Linked DNA regions of Mus musculus: regions 1 and 3 are each linked to region 2. The links are chromatin contacts, called in public HiChIP or PLAC-seq maps. All regions are on one chromosome and are shown on one strand. The core of a region is the stretch at or near the end of the contact, and the rest is flanking DNA. Distances in the headings are between cores, read along the strand shown.

Region 1 (3,343 bases), core at 196-2,695, 2.0 Mb after region 2:
GGGCCTGCCCTTAATCCCAGCACTCGGGAGGCAGAGGTAGGTGGGTCTCTTGAGTTCGAGGCCTGCCTGGTCTACAGATTGAGTTCCAAGATAGCCAGGGCTACACAGAGAAACCCTGTCTCAAACAAACAAACAAAAAATTAAAAAGCATTATGTTTTCAGTCTCGGGTGAACCACGTTCAGCAGCTTAGCCTCAAGCAGCCTGATTTGAAAGAGACTCCCTGGTAGTCCTGGCTAGCTAACAAACAAACAAACAAACAAACAAACACAAAATTAATAAACAACTGTCCTTGGGAAGAGAGGGCTCAACCTGCCACACCAAACCTATTAGCCAAAAGGCAGACAAGAAAGAGTTCAGGTACACGAGAGAGTTCAGGTTAGAGCTGGGCCCAGTGACTCAAGCCTGTCACTTACTCAAAAGGCTGAGAAAGGTGGGTCTCTGGTTCAAGGCCATTCTGGGCAACTTACTGCGATCCTGACTCGGGGAGAGCTGGGAAGTTCGAGGGCCATGGAGAAACACTTGCCTATGTAGGGCTTTGGACTCTAGAGCCAGAACTTTTGTTTGGTGGGTTTTTGTTTTTTCAAGACAGGGTTTTCTTTGTATAGCCATGGCTACCCTGGAACTCCTCACCCTACATACCAGGCTGGCCTTGAACTCAGAGACCTGCCTGCCTCTGCTTCTCAAATGCTGGGATGAAAGGCCACTGTGGCCATGCCTGGCTTCAAGAGCCATAACTTTTCAGGCGGGGCTTAAGTCTAGTCCCTGAACTGTGAGTGGCAATGTTTGATGTGACTGCCGCCCTGTGGCGAGAAAAAGATCGATCGGGGGGGGGGGGGGGCATCATCATGCGTCCCACCCCCAGTCCATTCCTTTGCCAAGCCCTGTGGGACCCACCTTCCCCGTCGCAGCTGAAGCCATAGGCTTTAATAACCTCTTGTTGGATCTGTGTGGCTACGGGCAGCACAAATTGCAGCATCTTGCCCATATCGTTGCACGCATTGTCTCTAGCCTCGTCCATGCGCACGGCATTCTCTGGGGCCGAGAACGCTTGAATCACCTCCGCCAGGACCACTGCGAGACGGAAGCATCCCAGAGAGGTCCGCGGAGGACGGCGGGCGAGCCCAGAGGAGGGAAGAGGCAGGGAATTAGTGGGCCGAGGCCTGCAAGCAACCCGATAAGCTTGTCCTCCCAACCCTTCGCCCTAATGGGCAAGGGCCCCACTTGGAGAGGCAAAGAATAGTATCGCGCCCTCCCCCCAGAAGACGGCCCACACCCAGACTAGGCTCTTTCCTCACCCTTGGCCTGCTCCGCGCTCAGGGCCGCGGGCTGAGCCGAGGCGGACGCCATAGAACGCCACTCGGTGCTTGAGTAGTGGGAACACAGAAGAGATCCGGAGAACCCTGCAGCCAGCCACCTCCCCCACGGATGCAGGCCAGAGGAGGCAGAAAGGAAGCGGGACCGCACGAGGCGGAAGTCTCAGAGCGTGGCTCTAGCACATACGCGTTTCCTAGGAAACCAGAGAAGGATCAAAGCCCCTCTCACACACCGGGGAGCGGGGAAGAGAACTGTTTTGCTTTCATTGTAGACCAGTGAAATTGGGAGGGGTTTTCCGACCGAAGTCAGAAAACCTGCTAGACAAATTCTAAAAGAGCTGTAACACTTGCGGAAGTGCGTCTGTAGCGAGCCAGGGAAGGACATCAACTCCACTTTCGATGAGGGTGAGATCAAGGTGCCATTTCCACACCCCTCCACTGATATGTGAATCACAAAGCACAGTTCCTTATTCGGTTCGATAAACAATATTCTAAAAGACTATTAAAACCGCTCGTTTCTTGAGTTTGTGACCGCTTGTAAAGGCTATGCAAATGAGTCAGTGCTGATTGGCTGAAAACAGCCAATCACAGCTCCTATGTTGTTAAAAAAAAAAAAAGAGCTTCGCGAGATTAAAGGCTTGGAGCTAAAGCCGAAGTGAATCGGACTTAAGTAGTGGCAGGCGATGTGGCCCGATGTCTTGTAGTCTCATCCTTACAAGTTCCCCACACTGCAAAGACTCTGGAACATCAGGCCCGACCGGGCATAGCGCCACATTTCTGTGATACCAGCACAAAAGCTGAGAAGTTCAAGGCCAGCTTGGGCTCCATGGCCCTGCTTCATTAAAAATAGAGGGGTTGCAAAGATGGCTCACCCTGCTTGGCAATTCCTAACTGCCCTAACTCCAAGCTACAGGGACCCAACAGCTTCTGGTCTCTTTTGAGGCCTTGCATTCATAAGCGCAGACATGAGCTCATACACCTAACTATTAGTAAATCTTTTACAAATACTAATCTTATTGGCCTCCATGTTATACACCTTTAACTGTTTCAAATCATAAACTATGCTGAGAAGGGATTCAGATCTCTGAAACTGTCTCTGGAGCACTCTGGTGGCACATTATGTCAGTGATGTACTTCCAAGGGCTGAGTAGGTCTTAGATTTGCTTATGCTTGCTGTGCGCCTATTCTTGCTCTGAACGGCCTCAGGAGCCTGAACTCCCCAATCTAAAGGTCTAGGACAGGGCACCCCATAAGTATAGCTGAGCATCCAAGATCAAGAAGAGCCTTGTCAGGTTAAAGAGATGGCTCAGGGGGTTAAGAGCACAGACTGCTCTTCCAGGTGTCCTGAGTTCAATTCCCAGCAACCACTTGGTGGCTCACAACCATCTGTAATGGGATTTGATATTCTCTTCTGGTATGCATGAAGACTCTTGTAAAATAAATGAGTAATAAAAAAGAGCCTTGTCCAACTCCTAAGTTTCCATAAGAAAACCCCATTCATCCCTTCCCACTTCCCCTACAACAACCAGACCTCTCTCCCTACCCACCCCAACACCCTACCCACTGCAACCACCCTCCCCCAAATAAAAAACACGTCACAGACATATTCCTGGGGAACTGTGAGGATGTTTTTGTTTGGTTGGTTTTGGTCAGGATGTTTTTTAAAGAGCATCATATAGATATTTATATATATAAATTATTAATGTGGGACGGGTAAGGGCACATATCGCCGAGGGAGGGGGTGCACACACAGGGATGGGGCGGGGCAGCACACAATGCTACGCAAAACAGCCACATCTAACAGATGAAAAAAATCACACCAATGGGTTAGGGGAGGGGCAGTGGCCACCAAGGATTCGGCATAGAGGAGAAGAAAAGCAGGGGATAGGAGGAGGGACCTGGTCCAAGATACTGTGCACTTTCTGCCCCCACCCTTGCCACTTCCCACCTCTGCACACAACCCCGGGCCCTGACCTTGTCTGTCCCTTCTTCCCTCCCTCCCTCTACCCAGCTGCAGGAGCTCTGCAAG
Region 2 (3,292 bases), core at 39-2,538:
CCACCCCCCTGGTACTCAGTGAGGGCCCTATTCCCAGGCTGTTTGGAGAGCCTCTCAGGTCAGAGGAGATGGAGAGGCCACAGAGAGAGGCCAGTGAGGCAACAAGGCTCTTGGGACACTGTGGTCCACAAACCCTAAAACACTTACATAATCTGACCCTTTGCAGTAAAAGTTACCAACTCCCGAGTTTTACTGTAGATGAGGCAAATGAAATGGGACCTTAAAGCTGTGAGATCACAGTCATTGGCTGGGATCAGAAGAAGGAAGGAGGCACTGTCTGTGGTAGCAGAGGCTGGAGACAAAGAACATGCCTCTGAGCGGGGAAACTCTGAGGACTTCCTGTGAATGAAAAAATGGTCCAGCCAAGACTGACAACCGACCGTACTCAACAGGAAAGTCTTTCTCAGTCTCAGTCTCTCTCTCAATATCTTTCATTTCATGTAACAGGAATCCACGGGAGTGCCACCGTGAGAGTGCCCTACTTAAGGGCACTGGGCCTAGAGGCTGGTTTTCCAGGTTCCCCCGGGGCCTGCAGGCAGCTTTAGATTTTACTGGAGAGTAAGCACTGAGAGGAAGTCACTTTGAGTATACTGCTGTCATCCATGTCATTAGTGAGGGAAAAACTGGGACTGGAGGAGAGGTGGCTGAAGATTAGTTGATGAATTGTCCTTAGGTTTTCTTTACACCCACCTTAGTCATTTTTTGTGAACACCTCCTTCCCCCCGCGCGCGCGCTTAAAAGGTAGCAAACAGTCTGCATAGACCCAACCAAAGACCAATGTAGGGAGATAACTGTTGAGCATGGGCCAAGGCCAACAGACTCAGCAGGGAGTTCCTCATTTTCTCATGGGTAATATTCCCTTTTCAGGCTGGAGAAGTGAGGGTCAGAGACTGAAGCACTTAGGTTAAACATCCCAGCTCAAGATGTGTTTAAAGGATAACATGCTTAGATTTTCTAATGCCAATTTACAACACATCAGATTATGTCCCGCGACTGGTGTTATGAAGAACATGTCTATCCAAAGTCCTAAAATGTCATTAAGGGTTAAATGCATGCAAGCAGCGTTCACGTGCTTCCTTGGTTTGGGGCACAGAGAAAGGTAGAGTACGGCGGATGTTAGGACGGCGAGGCAGGCACCAGAAAGCCCTTATTTCTACTTTCTTCTGCTTATTTCGACCCCGACGCACGCCTAAATAGCAAGTAGCACAAAATGTATAGCCCTAATGTGCAGGGCTGTTCTTTTCCGTCGGTCGTCGATCGTGCCACAGTGGCGCAGTTCGCTGCGGATGGTGCAGGGTGACCCAACGCTCTGCGCATGCTCACACACATCTGATCCTTCCCAGGCCCACCCTTTCCTTCTTCCTGGTGGTCTGCAGCCCACCCTACCTTTTACTTCTAAATTCACCCTCCGCCTTTCCCAGTCCGTTTCTTTCTTTTTAATACCCCCACCCCCGCCTCCTCCCGACAAGTCAACCAAAAACGTCAAGGGAACGTGAGGACCAAGGGAAGGAGCGGAACACTGCAGGATGCGCGAATGAGTCAGCGAGCTGGGGAGGCAGATCCAAGCGACTCAGGGACCGCGGGGGCTGCCGGGCGCCGTGCCAATACGCACGTCCCTTCTGCCGGGCGGGGTCGGCCAGCGCCCACCGGATGGGGCTGAGAAAGTGCAGTTGTCAGGAATCCGAGGCATCTCTGTGGAGCAGCAGGTTACGCCAGAGTCTGCCTCGAGGGCGAGGGCGAATGCCCCACCTGCGCCCGGCAGTCTCCCCACCTGTCCATCTATTTTGCCGCAGGCCATTCGGCTTCGTCGTGCAGCACACCAGGTCGCTCACGTTTCCCACGCTGCCTGCTTCTTTTTATTTCAGTCAGCTTTACATATACTACGCGTGCAAAAGCGTTCACCCATTCCAGCTGTTCGGGTAGATGACTAATTTTTGATGCCTGCAGTCTCCTGTCTCCGTGCCACCCCACTGCAATCATCAGAGTGCAAATTTACTCTTAGAACATTCTCCTGCAGCATGCTCTCACTGAGGTTACCCGGTCATTGTTCGGTGGCATTCGAGCGACTGTAGGCTTTTGTAACGGACCCAGCAGGAGGAGATAATCTGGGAGAGACACCAGCTCCTCCCCTTAGCTATCAACCTATTCAAACAATGGACCAAAGAATTAAAATTTCCCCAGGACTCCCAAGCGTTTGAGGGTGGAGGTGGGGTGCAGATCCCCTGGTGAGGAGGGTTAAGGGACGGTGGTGGGGGTGGGGTGGGGGTTAGGACGGGGCACTTTGCCTACCGGGAAAGATTTCACAGGGATCTGACAACTTTATCATACCCTTATTTCCTGGCCTTTGTTTCATCACTTCTGTAAAATTTACACCTGTTACAGAAATGGCGGAGAAAAACTAGGCATCATTCTCTGTTTTGGACAAGTCGTACATAAATCCAATTTTCCTTCAATTTTGCTTCCTTATATCTTTTAAAATGTATCAGGAAGCTGGTCGGATTGACACAAACATTTAATCCCAGCACTCTGGAGAAGAGGCAGGAGGATCAGTGAGTTAGAGGTCAACTAGGTCTATGTGGTGAATTGCAGGATATCCAAAGCTACATCTTGAGACCCTGCCTTGAAAAATTAGAACAAGGAAAAAAAGAACCAGGTTTAAGATGTAAATGTCTTCCTGTGACATTTTTCTCAGTTACTTTTTCATATATTAGCAGATAGGAGGTATTTCTTATGGACCGTACACAGTTAAAATGGGGAACGAGTTAAACTTATTTTTCATCTCTGCGCAGTATTTGGATGCTCCCCCCCCCCAGCCCCCACCAAGACAACTGGATTCACTGACTAATCCTTTCTGAGAGGTAATTGTTTTCTCTCTCTCTCTCTCTCTCTCTCTTTCTTTCTTTCTCTTTTTCTTTTTTCCTTCCTGAGGAAAGCTGCAGGGAAAAGAAGCACTTAAAGACTCAATTGCAGCTGAGTAGAAAGCCAGGTGGGACTGAAAGGAATTTTCCGAAGAATTGGGGGGTGGGGGTGGGGCACAGACATTAAAGGCTCTGTTTTAAAAACCAGGCACTCCAAGTCTCATGGTGTGGTTGTAAAAGCGACTGGAAGGCTGCCTTTGGGCAGACAGGATGTGAATTCCTGCAATAGACTCATAAAAGAAAATGTAAACTCGGACCATTGAGCCTAATGAAAGATGGGAGCTGAGAACAGTAGATTTGTCCTCCCACAGAGGGTGTGGTGTGTGTCTGGTGTGGTGTGTCTGGTGTGTGTGTGTGTGTGTGTGTGTGTGTGT
Region 3 (3,628 bases), core at 837-3,336, 1.9 Mb after region 2:
AGGCAGAGGCAGGTGGATTTCTGAGTTCGAGGCCAGCCTGGTCTACAAAGTGAGTTCCAGGACAGCCAGGGCTACACAGAGAAACCCTGTCTCGAAAAACCAAAAAAAAAAGAAAAAAAAAAAAAAAACTACCTGGTGATGAATATTCACATCAGTCAAGTGATTGTCTAAGATCTTCAGTCTCACATGAAGAAGGGGATGACATCAGAAAGGGATACATTTGGCTCTCTGTGCAGGCCAGTGGTTCTCAACCTGTGGCTCTCAACCTCTCTAGCAACCCTCTATCTCCAAAAAATATTTGCATGATGATTCATAACAGTAGCAAAATTACAGTTATGAAGTAGTAACAAATATAATTTTAGGGTTGGAGGATCACTACAGCATGAGGAAGTATATTAAAGGGTTGCAGCATTAGGCTGAGAGCCACTGGTCTAGGTTATGCCTAGATTAGAAAATCTTAATCCAGGAAGGTTGTAGTCTGCACTTTTCAGGAAGAGTAAAGCAGTTCATATTTAAAAAGAATGGCAGTGCTGGCAGGCTGGCTCTGTGGTTAAGAGAGAATATTGCTCTTGCAGAGGGCCTGCATTCAATTCCCAGCACCCATATCACACCATTCACAATTTCCTGTAACACCCAGACACCGGGGATAGGAAATCTTCATCTACACACCACCCACAGAGGCACAACCCTATTATTAAAAATAAAGCATTTTAAATTAAAATTTAATTAATTAAAATAATTGCGAGCCAGAGAGATAGCTCAGCGCGTTACAGCACTTGCCAGCACTGAGTTCAATCGTCAAAATCCACATGGCAAAAGACAGAGCAGTCTCCTGAAAGTTGTCTTCTGGCCTTCATGTGTGTTCTGTGGCAAAAACTAGCCCTTCCTCCAACATACCCCAATATATACACAAATAAATGTAAAAAAAAATGCCTTTAAGTATAAATAAAAGGACATATGAAAAGGCAGGAGACATAGCTCAGTGGTCCAATGCTTCCTTAGCACACGTAAAGCCTACGTTCAATTTCCCAGTAAAAAAAAAAAGGGGGGGGGGGGGCTGGAAAAAAGTATAAAATGCCATGGAAGTGTAAGCCATAGCTGAACTTTTTAGGACAAGAACTTGTGAACCCCTTTGTTACACACCCCATACACTGTCACTTTCCCTGGGGTCAATCAGTGGGAAGTGACACTGCATAGGAGGAAAGGGCTCCTATTTTGCTTCATGCCTCTAGTGCTTGAACTTTCATCAGGAACATACATTACTTAAGCCGTGACAAAACTAGCCTAACTGTTAATTAAAGCGGCAAGTGTTAAGTAGGCTCTTTTTAATATAAATAGGCAGATCCTAATTTCATTGCCTCCGGAGAGAAGGTCCGTTTTACTATAGAAAGGGAACTCTGCATAAGGACTAGGGTTGTAGCTCCGGCAGGAGAGCGTGCACGCGGCACCGGTTCGAGTCCCAGTACTTGAACAACCGAAAAGGACCTGCATCGGGAAGAGCTACGTAGCATTAAAGGGTGTTCTTGGGCCCCTGGGCTCCCCCAGAGCCTTCAGGAAAGGGCTGGGAATGCAGGACCCTCGCTCTCCCCCCCTCCCCCGCCCCCGAGGAGACACCGTTAGGGGGCGCTCGTGGGGTGACAGCAGACATTCGCTCCGCTCCGTTACATGCCCCAGTAACCCCAGCGCCGGCGACCGAGAGTAACCTCGCGGTCTGGTGACGCCCCCGCCCCCCCCCGCCCCCCCCCCGCCCCGACTCTCGCCTGCTCCTGTCTCAACCAATGGGAAGGCAGCGAGCAAGCCGGCCGGACACCCGTCCGACCCACTCCTGCCCGGAGCCGTCCGGACCGAGTTGTACTGTCACCTCGCCTCGCGCTCCCGCCTGCTCCAATAGCAGCTGGGTCGCGATCGCAAGCCCCGCCCCGCCCCGCCGGCCCGGCCCGTTTCCCTTCCTCACGGGAGTCACCTTTGCCTTACAAACGCTCGGCCCCGCCCTCTTCCTACCTTGCTGCGCTCGGCCCCGCCCCCGGCTGGCTCGACCAATAATCGGGTGGGTCTAGAGGCTCTGGGCGGGCCCGCAGCCAATGCGCACGCCGTGGGCGGGCCCCCGGCCGGAATTGGGGGTGAAGCCACCGCGTTCTGCCCACATTCGGGGCGCGGAGCTGGGGGTCCCCGGGGGGCGCCCGCAGTTAAGATGGCGTCTACAGCGGACGGGGACATGGGAGAGACGCTGGAGCAGATGCGGGGGCTGTGGCCGGGTGTCGAGGATCTGAGCCTTAACAAGTTGGCGACGTCTCTGGGCGCGTCGGAACAGGCGCTGCGGCTCATCTTCTCCATCTTCCTGGGTAAGGACCCTCCTGCCTGCCTCTGCCCCCTCGTGGAGTCCCAAGGAAATGGGCAGAATGGGGTCTGGGGACAGGACCTGTCTGTCTGCCCCGAACCTGGGACCCAGGAGGGCTTGGGGGTGCGGGTCATCAAGCACACCAGCCAGCTATCGAAGGGAAGACAAGTCTGGTCTCAAGTCTGGGGGCCCGTACCCTCTGAACCTCTTCCCATTTTCTTTGGCCCATACTGTGCCCTTTGGCTCCTCAGTCACCTCCCGCCTTGTCATCGATATGCCGGACTGTGCCCTTGCGACCTATGTCTGTCTGTGGCTCTCAAGAGTTCGACTGTGGCCATGAGTACTACTTATTTGTTATTAACAGCTCCCATCATGCGCTCTCCTTACGAGAGGCATAGGCCCTCGAACTTAAGATATTTTAGCCCTACGGGCCTCCTCTGCCCGATTATTTCATACTATGTCTTCTCGGTCTATTTTGTGTATTGCCAACGTATAGTGTACTTTCATCTCTTTTCTGTCCACTTTCTAGTATTTTCTTGTACCATATTGCTTTCCCCCTTAGCCGCCCACCTGTCATTTACTCTGGAATACATTCTTACACTGGGCTTGGGAAACAGCACTATTAACAACCTTAAAAACTCCATGCTTGTTCCAAGGGACTATTATTCATATGGTTCAAAGGATGTGATGTACCTGAATTTATGTCGCAACAAGCTGTGTTATATATTATATATATATTTTATAGTCTTTTAAAAACCGCACTCTTCGAGGTTTTTTAATACATGAGGTAACGTGGTATGATGGAAAAAGTGTGGACTTTGAAGTTAAAGGAGTCCCACTCTTTACCGTTTGTGAGTAGCAACCACTCTTGTCGCTACTCACAAACGGTAAGACCCCCCAGGCAAGCCATTTAACTGCTCCGCATCTAATTCTCTTATGAGATGAAGACAGCCGTGCTTAGCATTGGATCGCTGTAAAGTCCGGTAAGAATTCTTAGGTCAAGATCAGTGATCAGAGACTCGATTCAGTAGGTTTTTAAGTCCTTGGAACTTTTGGGGAAGGCTGCATAACTTTAACCTGAGAGAGGCGTAAGTAGAGGGTTAACTGTAGGAAGTTTGAGATAAATTGGGTGTGGTGACTTATGCCTTTGCGGCTCAGTGCCCTGGGACTAAGGCAAGAGAACTGTGAGTTTGAGCCTGGGCTAATGGTTTGAGACCCTATTTTTAAAAAGGGGGGGGGGAGGACTGGAGAGATGGCTCAGCAGGTAAGAGCACTGACTACTCTTCTGAA

The links. HiChIP or PLAC-seq counts read pairs in DNA pulled down with a chosen protein or histone mark.
Region 1: a contact with region 2 is called in an H3K27ac HiChIP or PLAC-seq map of embryonic stem cells, with 4 times the contacts expected there. The contact joins the promoter of Grcc10 here to the enhancer-like site in region 2. A contact is called at or near these places in 2 of 39 promoter capture datasets (embryonic stem cells and pre-B cells) and 7 of 115 datasets of contacts at active chromatin or transcription factors (astrocytes, embryonic stem cells, extraembryonic endoderm stem cells and 2 more).
Region 3: an H3K27ac HiChIP or PLAC-seq map of embryonic stem cells shows a contact between it and region 2, with 4 times the contacts expected there. The contact joins the promoter of Lpcat3 here to the enhancer-like site in region 2. A contact is called at or near these places in 3 of 39 promoter capture datasets (the 3T3-L1 cell line, hippocampal neurons and stem cell-derived epiblast-like cells), 1 of 484 Hi-C or Micro-C datasets (embryonic stem cells) and 5 of 115 datasets of contacts at active chromatin or transcription factors (embryonic forebrain, embryonic stem cells and extraembryonic endoderm stem cells).

Annotation. Positions count from the first base shown.
Region 1 is chr6:124,739,624-124,742,966 of GRCm38.p6, forward strand. Grcc10 (gene rich cluster, C10 gene) reads right to left here and starts at 1,446. Exons shown (of 3, transcript NM_013535.2): 1 at 1,297-1,446; 2 at 896-1,072. The coding sequence starts at 1,348. Rnu7 (U7 small nuclear RNA) reads right to left here and starts at 1,663; the gene lies at 1,602-1,663. It overlaps Atn1 (atrophin 1), which reads right to left. Exons shown (of 10, transcript NM_007881.4): 10 at 2,921-3,343.
Region 2 is chr6:122,763,218-122,766,509 of GRCm38.p6, forward strand. It overlaps a transcript of Slc2a3 not described here. Among named protein-coding and RNA genes, the nearest start is that of Slc2a3, 22 kb to the left of the region's middle. RefSeq lists an enhancer at 812-3,292. Within about 2 kb of position 1,289, at least 236 of the 459 cell types and tissues checked have an H3K27ac peak or open chromatin away from gene starts, as enhancers often do. A contact at or near this core is called in embryonic forebrain, embryonic stem cells, extraembryonic endoderm stem cells and 3 more, where this site is marked.
Region 3 is chr6:124,661,018-124,664,645 of GRCm38.p6, forward strand. It overlaps Lpcat3 (lysophosphatidylcholine acyltransferase 3), which reads left to right and starts at 2,087. Exons shown (of 13, transcript NM_145130.2): 1 at 2,087-2,342. The coding sequence starts at 2,192.